Regions from separate parts of the Callithrix jacchus genome. Here region 1 is linked to region 2. The links are chromatin contacts, called in public Hi-C maps. All regions are on one chromosome and are shown on one strand. The core of a region is the stretch at or near the end of the contact, and the rest is flanking DNA. Distances in the headings are between cores, read along the strand shown.

Region 1 (5,487 bases), core at 848-3,347, 220 kb after region 2:
CTATTTTATCGGCTGTGTCTATGAAAAATGAAGCACTAAAAGCTCTATCTCCTGAACTCTTCCAGTCCTTTCTTACTGATTCATGACCCCCATTTGCTTTTCTTAGTTGGACATTCCACCCTTCCCTAGTGCTCCCTGCTCCTTACTCAGGTTAAAGAAACTAAGTGTGAGCTAAAGAGCACTTGAAAGAAGTGCAAAGCTGTAACCAAAAATTGCTAAAGAGTACGTTTTCCTTACATTTCTGACTGTGGTTCTCTACAGGAAGAACCAGACCACTGTCATTTGCAGAAGCATTTGCAAACACTTGTCATGATGAAGGCATCGACTTACTGGAAGATATCCTAAGCCTTCTAGGAACAGATGTCATGCCCCTGTGTCACCAAGAGCAGGGCAGTACCAGTCACAGGAGTCACTCACTTATGTTGGACCAAATGCACTGTGACTCCAGCACGGAAACCCTTCCAAAAGTTCTCATTTTTTTTCTTAGGAGACAGACTGACGCCTTCCTCAGGGCCCTCTTCTCTCTGCCTCCTCATCCATCTCCCCAGCGTAATGCTTGAAACACCCTTCTGGAATTGCCCTTCCCACAGGCCTGAGATGTTCTGTGTGCTGCCTGGTTAATGCCTCCCTGACACCCCTGTCTGGGTCAACTTTGTTTCTAACACACTTTCGCAGACCACATTTCTTCAGAACTCTTGCCTGGTTTTAAGTTATTCACTCATTAGTATCACAACTGGATTAATACTGCATTCCCTCAACAGACTGTACGCTCCATGAGAGCAGAGCCGTGTCTCTGCAGTACTTACAGCCCTCCCAGCGTGGTGCCTGCTTCCCTAATGCCATTCCACAGCATTTGTTGCAGGGAAGGAAAGCAGCACGCCCGGACAGATGGAGACAGGACTAATTTGGCTTGAGGTATGTAATTTTGATCTTGAGCCTCTCTCTGGGATTTTAAAACTCCAAATCAAAGTCTTAATCTGAGAAAACTAACATCTGAAAGAGTGATTAGGGACCGGTAAACCTCTATAAATATTCAACCCTGATACAAAGTACAAGTTGTTTATTCTTGCCACGCAAGGCGAGAGACGAGAGAGAGAGAGAGAGAGAGAGAGAGAGAGAGAGAGAGAGAGAGAGGGAGAGGGAGAGGGAGAGAGGAAGGACACAGTATATGCATTGGGAAAGCTTTCGCTTATTCAAAACAATATTTGTCGAGCACCTCCAGGTCTGAGTGCTGCAGGGGAACAAAGATTAAACAGCCAGGACTTTGCTTCCAAGGCGCTTACGGTCTTAAGGAGACAAGAGACAAGACATGTTCATAAATAGCCAAAATGCAACCCAGAAAAGGCTAAAAACCACTGAGAGAGAGGGAGAAATAAACGAAGCAAGAGGTCTCCGGAGGAAGAGCTGAATTCGTCTATCAATAACTCCTCACTGTAATCCCAACGTAAAGCAAGGAATTCCAAACCAGGAAAGGTCAAACTGGAGTGTTTGAGGAGCACAGGCGTCGCCCCAAGCCCTTCACACCGCTCGCTGGGGATAATATCGCAGCTGAAACAGAACATTAAGCTGGCTTTCCAAACCTTCAGTTATTTACATTAGACGGAGGGGAAAACGCTAAGAGTGCAAGCGCGGAGAAAGAGCAGGAGGAAACTTGAAAAGGCGAATCACGCCAGTGCGCTGTGAACAGCCCTGCCCGCGCCCGCACACCCGCTACCCCACCCCGAGCCCCCCGCGGCCCGCGCACCCATCCCCGTCCCAAGCGCCGACACTTGGAGATCCGTCCCCCGGCTCTGGCCGGTGCCACAAAGACCCTCAAGACCCCCACAGCCCAGGCCCTGCCCAGCGTCGCCGACGCCCCCCGAGGCCCGACCCGCGCGCCCGGCCAGCCCGGGCCTCGTACCGTAGGTTTCGGACATGGCCGTCTGCGACATCTTGGAGCGGCGCCGCCTCTCGCCGGGTCACCGGCTGCTCTCGCCCGCGGTCCGCCGGCGTGTCGCGGTGGGGAAGGCCCTGGGGAGGGGGACCGGAGGAGGGAGGGGCCCAACCGGTCCCCACGGCAACCGCCGGCCTCCCAGCGGCTGCAGTCCAGCCGGACTCCGGCTCCGCGCAGGCGCAGGGCCCTCCGCCCTCGGTCCGGCCGCGACCGGGAGGAGGAGGGCTACGCGAGGCCCGCCCCCTCCCCGCCGCCAGCCCGGGCCTGCGTTTGCGCGTGCGCACGGGGAAGCCTGGGCGGGGCGCACGGGGACCTCGGCGCGCGGCGCAAGCACGTGCATGGCCTGGGCCGCCTGGCGGTGTGCGCCCGGGCGGGCCGAGCTGCGGCTGCGGGATCTGGGGGTTGAGCCCGGATTTCCCGCAGGGAAGGTCGGGGAGAGGCGGGCGGTGGGCAGGCTTGGGGTGACAGAGGGCTGAGGACAGTGGGGTCCAGCTGCCGGACAAAGGAGGAAGGTGCCAGCACTGGAGAGGAAAGCAGTCCATTTGCCAAATTGGCCCGTTTCCGTTAAGACGTTGTCCACCTTCATCATCTGTGGCTGTCAGCCAGGAAGAAACTTCCCTGACGGTGTTACTATCGAGGCCAGACTTGGTTAATGTGTAACAAGGAGGCAGCAGGCCCCAGGTGTACGGCCAGAGGCCGCCCTGGGAGTGGGAGGCAGGTTCATTCACCTGTTGGGAAGCTACTAAGCTTTCACTCCCAACTGCCCGACCCTCTTGGGTGGAGCTGAGCGGATGTGGGCGGATCCACAGAAGTGCAAGGTGCCCAGGTGCTGAAGGGTCACCACAAGCCTACAGACAGTAACCTCTCCACATCCCGTATTACAGGATTCTGGGTTACGGCTGAGACGTATCTCTTGGCTCTCAGTTGGGGATGTTTCCAAATTTAGGAATTTTTATTTTTATTTTTTAATAGGGTCTGGCTCTGTCAGCCCAGCCCAGCCAATTCTGCCTCAGCCTCCTGAGTAGCTAGGGTTAGGGGAACACACCACTACACCGTGCTAATTTTTAATTTTTTTGGTAGAGATTGGATCTCACTATGTTGCCCAGGTTGGTCTTGAGCTGGTGAGTTCAAGCATCCTCTCTCCTTGGTCTCCCAAATTGCTGGGATTACAGGCGTGAGTCATCTCACCTGGCTTTGGATAGTTTGGTTTCAGAAGCAAAAGTGAGTTTGAATCCCCTTCTGTGGGAAATGTAGAGATAAACATTTATGGGAAAGAGAATTTTGGTTGATAATTTGGCCCATCTGAGCATGATCAGGGCCACGTAGCGCCTCATAGTTCCCAGCCTTGTTCACAATAGGTAGTTGAATGCTCAAAATATCCTTGGCTTAGTTCCCAAGTGACCTGGGTTGTGTGGAAAATGCCAGTACATACTTTTTTTTTTTTTTTTTTTTTTTTTCCTGAGTCAGTTTGGCTCCATCCTCCACATAAATTGTCATCAGAGCTTCCCTCTTCCCCAGTGGCTATTTGGGTGGGTATTTTTCTCTTCTCTCTGATCCTAATAACAAATAAATGCATTTTTTTTTCTAAATTACAGAGAAGGCCTCATGCTGAAAAGTTGTGAGAGCTGTAATTTCCTAAAATTGTTTTGTATATATTCCTTGTTCAATGGCTCAGATCTTTTGTTGCTTTCTCGCTTGGTTCTCTGCATGTCAGGTTTGATTAAGGCTCCTGAGTACAACAAATTGGTTCTGATTAAAACCATTTCAGAGGAAAGACAGTGGGAAGAAAACAGCATTACCTGAAGTCATTCCCATTTGTTAGATTTGGTTTTTTTTTTCTGTCAAAAACTGCTATGGACAAGGAAGAAGTCACTGAGCTGCAGTGATAGTTAGCGTTATTGACTGAAACTGGACTGGAGAACCCCGAAACCTGGACAAGGTGGTAGAAATACAAATTATGCTGCTCTTTCAAAGCCATGGGTAGTTTTCTACTTTGTGGAAAATGAAGACTTAGGTAAGCTTTTGGGAAAGACTATTTATTTTGGAAAAACCACCCAAAGAGATCATTTAGTTTGCACGTGTAACAGCAGTATCACAACTGGAAGAAGAAATATGCAGCGGTGAGATTTTAAGGAGCCATTCAGTATCCTTGAATGATACTGTGGAAGATTCTCTGCATCTCAGTAACTTTGGATCTTTGAAAGAAAATGAATTTCTTCAAAATATCCTTAGAGACCACTTTGATTCTGAGGCACTACTGATTGTATGAAAGAAAAAATTATTGCAAGATTAATTTATGGTTTTCTTCAGATATCATCTCCTTTCTCTTTGGGGGAGGTTTGTGACAGACTGAAAACAGATATACAAAAGCCTAGGCATGTTGGAGATTTGTCTGAGGGAAATATAATTATGGAGAAGGATTTTTTCTAGCTGAAAGGAGATCCCACTTTTTTCCAGGTCCGTAGGTCCTTCAAGTATCTGATACTTTCCTTCCGGCTCCCTGACAATGCTGAAGGATCTGGCAGAACCTTACATCTAATGCCCAATGTGAGGCACCCTGGGGCTTGATGTATGGGATTCTTGGAGCTAGGCTTGGTGGAGGGCATGGTCACAGCCTCAGTGGAATGGTGACTTTCTTTGGTAACTAGAATTGAAGAACATGAGTGGACTTGTGTCTGAGCACTTGGGAACTCAGCAATCCCTGGGTGTTACTTTGAGAAGGAGCCAAATTCTGGACATACAAGTGGAGACTTGAAAATGGAAGCTCGATTCCACACCCAGGCTGCTGGAGACTATGACATAGAACTCACATCTTCAAGAAAGCAGAGACCTCAGAGGTCACTGGGCCAGTTTACCTTCCACTGTCAAACAAATCAATGTCCATGATCAGATCCCTCTGTTGCTAGGGAATATTCAGTCAGAATAGGCTAGATTACAGTGATGAAAATCTCTCAACCCATTTGTGACTTACACAGCAAAATTCCTCACTCAGACTACCTGTCCACTCCCACTCGCAGAGATCCACTCATCATGGGCCCTCATAGACCCAGGCTGACCAAATGTGTTTTAACTAAACACATCTCCACCATCACTCAGGTAGGACTGGCTATGCATTAGAACGGATTGTGTATTAGCTAGAGAAGCACTTACCAGGAATTAATTGCTAGGAAAACTTGTATTTACGTTTCATGGGCCAAAGCAAGTCATGAGGCAACACCTAATTTCAAAGAGGACAGGAAATGCAATATTATTATGTCCCTGAAAGAAAGAAGAGAAAGTATGTGGAAAGGCATTATGACTACCACTGGAATTTTCATCTGTCCGGGGAGCTCATTTGTGCTTTTATTTGAAACAACTTTATTGAAGTATAATAGGCATAACTGCATTGATTGATTGATTGAGATGGAGTCTTGCTGTGTTGCCCAGGCTGGAGTGCAATGGCATGATCTCAGCTCACTACAATCCCTGCCTCCCAGGTTCAAGCAATTCTCCTGCTTCAGCCTTCCGAGTAACTGGGATTACAGGCACGCACCACCATACCCAGCTAATTTTTG
Region 2 (6,139 bases), core at 2,944-5,443:
TCAGAGATAAGGATGTTTCTTTCCTCCAGGTATGGGAAAGGCATCTCTCAATGAGGGTCTTATGACCTGCTTCAGGGGAGAAGGGTGCAAGAAGGTCAGAGAGTGATCTTCCTGCTTCTACTGTGTTCTCAAGTGCCCAGGTGCCACATTTTGGGGTGGCAGTCCCGAACCCTGTCACTGCACATACGATTTTTTATTCTATATATTTAAGGTGTACATGATATTGATATGTATATGCACAGTAAACTAATTATAGTCAAGCAAATTATTCTATCCATCACCTTCTATGGTTACTAAAATTTTGGGGTTTTTTTTTTTGAGGAAAGTCTCTAAAATCTCCTGTTAGCAAATTTTCAGGATATAATACAATGTAAACTGTAATCCTTATGCTGTACATTGGATCTCTAGATTTATGCATCTTACATAATTGCAAATTTGACTTAATTCTCTGCACGTACTATTTTTAACCAAACTGATTTTCAGAAATTTGCATGATGAAGATTTTCCTACATTTTTAGGTGCTCGTTATTCACATCCACATGTATTCTTTTAAATACTGCTTTCCATGATGCTTTTTGTTCTTGTTTTCTTTTTAAGACTCAGGACCTCTGCATTTTTTTTCAGTTTTCCAAATGTGGATGCACTATAAATCTATAGTTGGCCATTTATGTTACTTTCTACTTCCTTCACTATTGTAAATAATACTGTCTTTGTTATTTGATTTTTTTAAATATAAATTTCTAAGATGAAATTGCCAGGTAATTATAAGGCTTTTTGATAGAAACTGTCCTCTTAAAAGATTGTACTCATTTATAATCCACCAGATGGATATGTAAGCAGTGCTTGTTTCTCCACAAACTTTTCAACATGAACTGTTACCATTTTTAAAAACATCTCTGGGAGGGTTGGGGGAGGAAGATCATCATGAAAAATAGTTAATGCATGTGGGACTTAATACCTAGGTGATGGGTTGATAGGTGCCACAAACCACCATGGCACATATTTTATTTTTGTGACAGTCTTACTCTGTCACTCAAGCTGGAGTACAGTGGCACAATCTCAGCTCACTGCAACCTCCTCCTCCCAAGTTCAAGTGATTCTTCTGCCTTGAAGTCCCCTTGAGTAGCGGGGACTACAGGTGTGCACCACCATGCCCAGCTAATGTTTGTATTTTTAGTAAAGACAGGGTTTCGCCATGTTGGCCAGGCTGGTCTCAAACTGCTGACCTCAGGTGATCTGCCTGCCTCAGCCTCCCAAAGTGCTGGGATTACAGGTATGAGCCACTGCTCCCAGCCCCAACAGTCCTTTATTAAATTCTTTTAACTAGCTAGCTTGAGGGTGCCATCCGTTTTCTCTAGGGTCTTATTTGACAGTGCCTACAAGGCCATTCATGGTCTCTCCTTATTTCTCCAATGTCCTCTGCTTTTAGTCTTTGAGGTTGATTTGTTTGCCTAAAGTCCCTGGCTCTAATCCCAGCTACTCAAGAGGCTAAGTCTTGAGGATCACTCAAGGCGAGGAGTTTGAGACTAGCCTGGGAAATACAGCAAGAGCCCATTTATTTATTGTATTTTTTTAGAATTTAAAATTAAATTTCTTGGGGAGACAGGGTCTCACTATGTTGTCTAGGGGCTGGTCTTGAACTACTGGCCTCAAGCCATCCTCCTGCACTTTAGTCTTGCCAGGTGCTGGGATTACAGGTGTGAGCCAGTGCTTGGCTGTGAGACCCCATTTCTAAAAATAAAAATAAAAAAATAGGCAGGCGTGGTGGTACATGCCCATGGTCCCAACTCAGAGGATGAGACAGAGGATCACTGAAGCCCAGAAGGTTGAGGCTGTGGTGAGATTTGATCATGCCACTGCACTCCAGCCTGGGCAAAAGAGTGAGACCCAATCTCTAGAAAAATAATAAAGTAAAATAAAAATAAATAAAGTCCCTAGAACACATCAAGCCTTTGCTGCTTCAGGACCTTTGCCCAAGGATCCTCTGCCTGAAACATTCTTCCTCCTATTCTCTTATGCTTCACGTCTCAGGTTAAATGTCCATTTCTCCCAGAGGCCTTTATAGACCTCCATCCAAAATTAGGTAACTCCAGTGATTTTCTCTCATACATCTTGCTCTTTTCCTTCATAGTACACATCTCAGCTTGTAGCTGTATACTTATTTGTGTTCATTTGTTTGGTGTCTGTCTTTCTCATTGGTCTGCCATCTCCATGAGGGTAGGACCCATTGAGCTTTGTTTAGTTATAAGCCTTAGCAGTTATCACATAGCCTGGCACATAGTGGGCACTCACTAAATCCATAACAAATGGATGAGTTCTAGCGCTGTTGCCTCACTATCCTTTAATAGTCATACATTTGGACTCCAGGGAAGTTCTGGCTCAAAGATGCTGGCAAGTCATTTTAGTTCCTGCAAACAGCAACTTTTATAACAGGATGGTGGGGAAACCACTAACCAGTCCAACAAAGCACAAGAATAAAACTGATCCCACCCATCCTCTCAGATACAACTATTAACACTAGAGAGTTCATAGTTAATAACTGCCTATTTCACACCCCTCCTTGTAAGAATGAAACAGGAGGAAATGTCCTGGGCTCTCAGAGCTGTAAGACTCAACAAGCTGCCAAGTTGGGTTAGACACCCATGTGGAAGAAGTGGTAAAGCAGCTTGCCTATATAACCTTGGCAAGATGACTGCTCAGATGCCACTGACGTGCATAGACAGAAGAGTGGCTTCCCAGAGTAATGCCAACAGCTGACACCCACACTGTGGTCTCCCACATGTGGATACATCACTGTTTACTTAACCATTCCCTTATTTCAACACATGTTGAATGAAAGTTCACTATGTGTCTTACTGTGTGCCACAAAGGTAACAAAGTCACTGCCCCTGCTGTCAAGACATTTAAAAGGAGGTGCTTGAGACACAGTTATGAAAACAAACTATTATGCAAGATAAAAATAGTCTACACATAGGAGCAGAGAGAACAAAGGTACCTAATCCTGTGGAAGTTTCACTGAGAAGGCAGCACGGAACTGACTTGATGCATACGGTAGGCTCTTGATGCATAAGGTCCAGAAAGATCTAGACCAACAAGGCAGGGAGTGCACTGCAGGTGAAAGGAACACGTACACAGGCATTGGAGCGGGATTTGGGTTAAGATCTTGGAAAGTGGAGTGCAAGTGGGAAGTGGTGGAAGTACAATACGGACAAAACAACCTGAGTTATATCACATAGGACCTTGTAAAGGAGCTTAGCAAATAACCTACTGGCAACGGTCAGCCACTGAAGCATTTACAGGCCCAAGTGCAGCATTAGGTTTGCCTTAATGCATTGTGTTGGCAGTGAGAAGATAGGGTGGAGTAAGACCAGAAAGAGGTAAGGAACCCTCTCCCCATCTCCCCACTTCCTCCCACTGGCAGAAAAGAGGCTATGCAGTGGTTGAGGAAAAGCTAAGTACCAGAACCAGGGCAGAGGGAGCGCAAACGTGTGCTCTAGTACAGATACGCAGGAGCTACAACGTTACCAGGATCTTAGAGTGGAGGTAAGTGTGAGGGATGACTGCAGATAGGGCTTGGACAACTGGCCAGTTTTACCAAGCTGGAACAGAGGTGGTGAGAGGAGAAGGGTCCAAAAGGAAAAAAATGAATGCGCTTTTCATGAGTGGATTGTGAGGAGTCCGCAGGACATCCAGGTGAAAGTTCCCCTAGGGAGCTGACTGATAGGGGTCTGGGGGCTTTGAGCTGAATCCAGGTTAGAGACAAGGATTTGTGGCGTCATTAGCGTGGATGAGACTGCGCAGAGTTGAATGGGAAAATGGCAAACCAAAGAACGAATGTAACAGTGCGATACGTGTCAGCTTTACGGTTTTTCTCCCTCCTCAGCTTGGACTGCGGTACATCTTTCACTTCACAAGAGGCTCAGGAACTACCAGTGTGCAAAGACGCTGCGTTCAAGCTGCTGGAGGGCCAGTTCCACCTAAGCGCAGTCAAGAAGGACGCCTGGCTTTCCGGCTTCACGTCCCTGGAACCTCGGCACTCCCACGGTTCTGATCTGGGGCCACCTTCCCGACCTCCCCCGCGGGCTCAACGCCGTATTTAAGGTCAAGACCGCGCTCCCGCTGGTGCTCCGACTACACCCCGCAGGAGACGCTGCATTCGACGTCATCATCGCGCGCCATCCCGCCCCTTAACCGTTCAAGCTCCGCGCGCAGGCCGAACTGCGACCCGGCTGCCGCATCCCGCGCTGTTCTCGTTACTGCTTGCTCTGAGCATGTTTCCAGCCGCCCCCTCTCCGCGGACCCCGGGTCCCGGGTCCCGAAGGGGCCCACTGGTCGGACTCGGGCCCAGCTCCACGCCCCGGACGGCAAGCAGGAAGGGTCTGCCCTTGGGGTCTGCAGTCAGTTCCCCAGTGCTCTTCTCGCCGGTCGGCCGGCGTAGCTCTCTGAGCTCGCGGTAAGTGATCACCGTGGTTGGGTCTAGCGACCAACAGGCTCACGGGCCTCAGTAAGCCGGACGGGTTGGTGTCTTCAGAAGCCTTCGGAACTGGGGCCGGCGGAAGAGAATGCCAGATTATTGGAAAATAGACCTTTTCCACTCTTGGAGGTCATATCCACTTCACTTTATCATTGAGTCCCCACTTTGCATTTTTCATGGATACCTTTGTGCAGAAGTGAAGTACAAACTGGATTCGAATCAGTGGTTACCCACTTCCCACCTATGACCTCTGTGATCTGGTGTAAATCACTCGTGATTTTCTTCATCTGTGGAATGGCGATAATATGTCTCACCAGAGGAGTTAGTATGACTTGCCACGATGCAGATGTAAGGTGATGGTGATAATGAGGATCTCCAGTCCTGAAAGATCATTGTTTAATGCTTAATATACTAACTGACATTAGTATCTGATGATTGATAACTAAAGGTTTCCTAGCTACAGAATTTAACTTTCTAGGTAAAGTATAGGGAAAAGGCTTTACGTAAGTGACATAAGAGTACTGTGATAGTTTTGTTACTAAAACTGCTGGTTGGAGCACACCGGTAAAATCATCACACACACACACCATGTTCATAAGTAACCTAAAACTTTAGAAGATAATGTGTTTCTGCATAGTTTTCTTTGAATTCATCTATAAAAAATGAATTTTCCCCTGCAGGGAAGCACAAAGTATTGTGTCTTGAAATTATGGTTAAAATTTATCTGTAAAATTTTGCAGTACTTTAAAGAAGTGGTTTTGAAAGAATACACTGTATCTTTGACTTGTTTTGGCATATTTCGAAAAGTACTTTTCAAAGTGCTGATCTTGGCAGTGTTTTCTTCTCCTTTTGAGAAAAGTTGGAGAATAAAAGTGTTTACTGTGTGTGGTGTTGTTTTAAAATCTCTTCTTTCTGGTGATCATTTGAAGAAAAACCTTTGTTATCTGTGAGGAAACAAAGCCCTCAGCCATTCTCTATGTACAGCTCCTCATTTAATTCTCATGATGAAAGGTATAATAACTTTTATTCTGGTGATTGACAATATTATTCTAAATGTTAAGAAGAGAGTGAGGAGGAAGTAACGTTTTTATTGTGATATCCGCTGTTGAAGGCCATGTAACAGCTGATGCTCGTAACCTGTTTGATTTCTTGCTTGGTTGTTCAGGTCTGAGAGGTGTTTTTTTGTTTTAAGAGACAGAGTCTTGCTCTCTGTTACCCAGGCTACAGGCTGGTGCCACAATACCTGGCTAATTTAAAAAAATTTTTGTGGCCAGGCATGGTGGCTCACACCTTTAATCCCAGCACTTTGGGAGGCCGAGGTGGGCAGATCAGTTGTCAGCAGTTCAGCCTGACCAACATGAAGAAACCCCATCTCTACTAAAAATACAAAACTTGCTGGGCGTGGTCTTGCATGCCTGTAATCCCCGCTACTTGGGAGGCTGAGGGAGGAGAATTGCTTGAACCCAGGAGGCAGAGGTTGCAGTAAGCCAAGATTGCTCCATTGCACTCCAGCCTGGGCAACAAGAGCAAAACTCCATCTCAAAAAAATAATTTTTGTAGAGACAAGGTCTTGCCATGTTGCCCAGCCTGGTCTTGAACTCCTGGTCTCAAGCAGTCTTCCTGCTACAGCCTCCCAGAGTGCTGGAATTATAGGCAAGAGCCACT

Evidence for each region. Hi-C and Micro-C count contacts between places; a contact is called where the count stands out from the background.
Region 1: a contact with region 2 is called in a Hi-C map of skeletal muscle, with 3 times the contacts expected there. The contact joins the promoter of RAB4A here to the promoter of NUP133 in region 2. A contact is called at or near these places in 2 of 3 Hi-C or Micro-C datasets (both in skeletal muscle).

The regions. Positions count from the first base shown.
Region 1 is chr19:21,263,362-21,268,848 of calJac240_pri, forward strand. RAB4A (RAB4A, member RAS oncogene family) reads right to left here and starts at 2,098. Exons shown (of 6, transcript XM_078356676.1): 1 at 1,901-2,098.
Region 2 is chr19:21,042,453-21,048,591 of calJac240_pri, forward strand. It overlaps NUP133 (nucleoporin 133), which reads left to right and starts at 4,194. Exons shown (of 26, transcript XM_002760571.7): 1 at 4,194-4,453. The coding sequence starts at 4,272.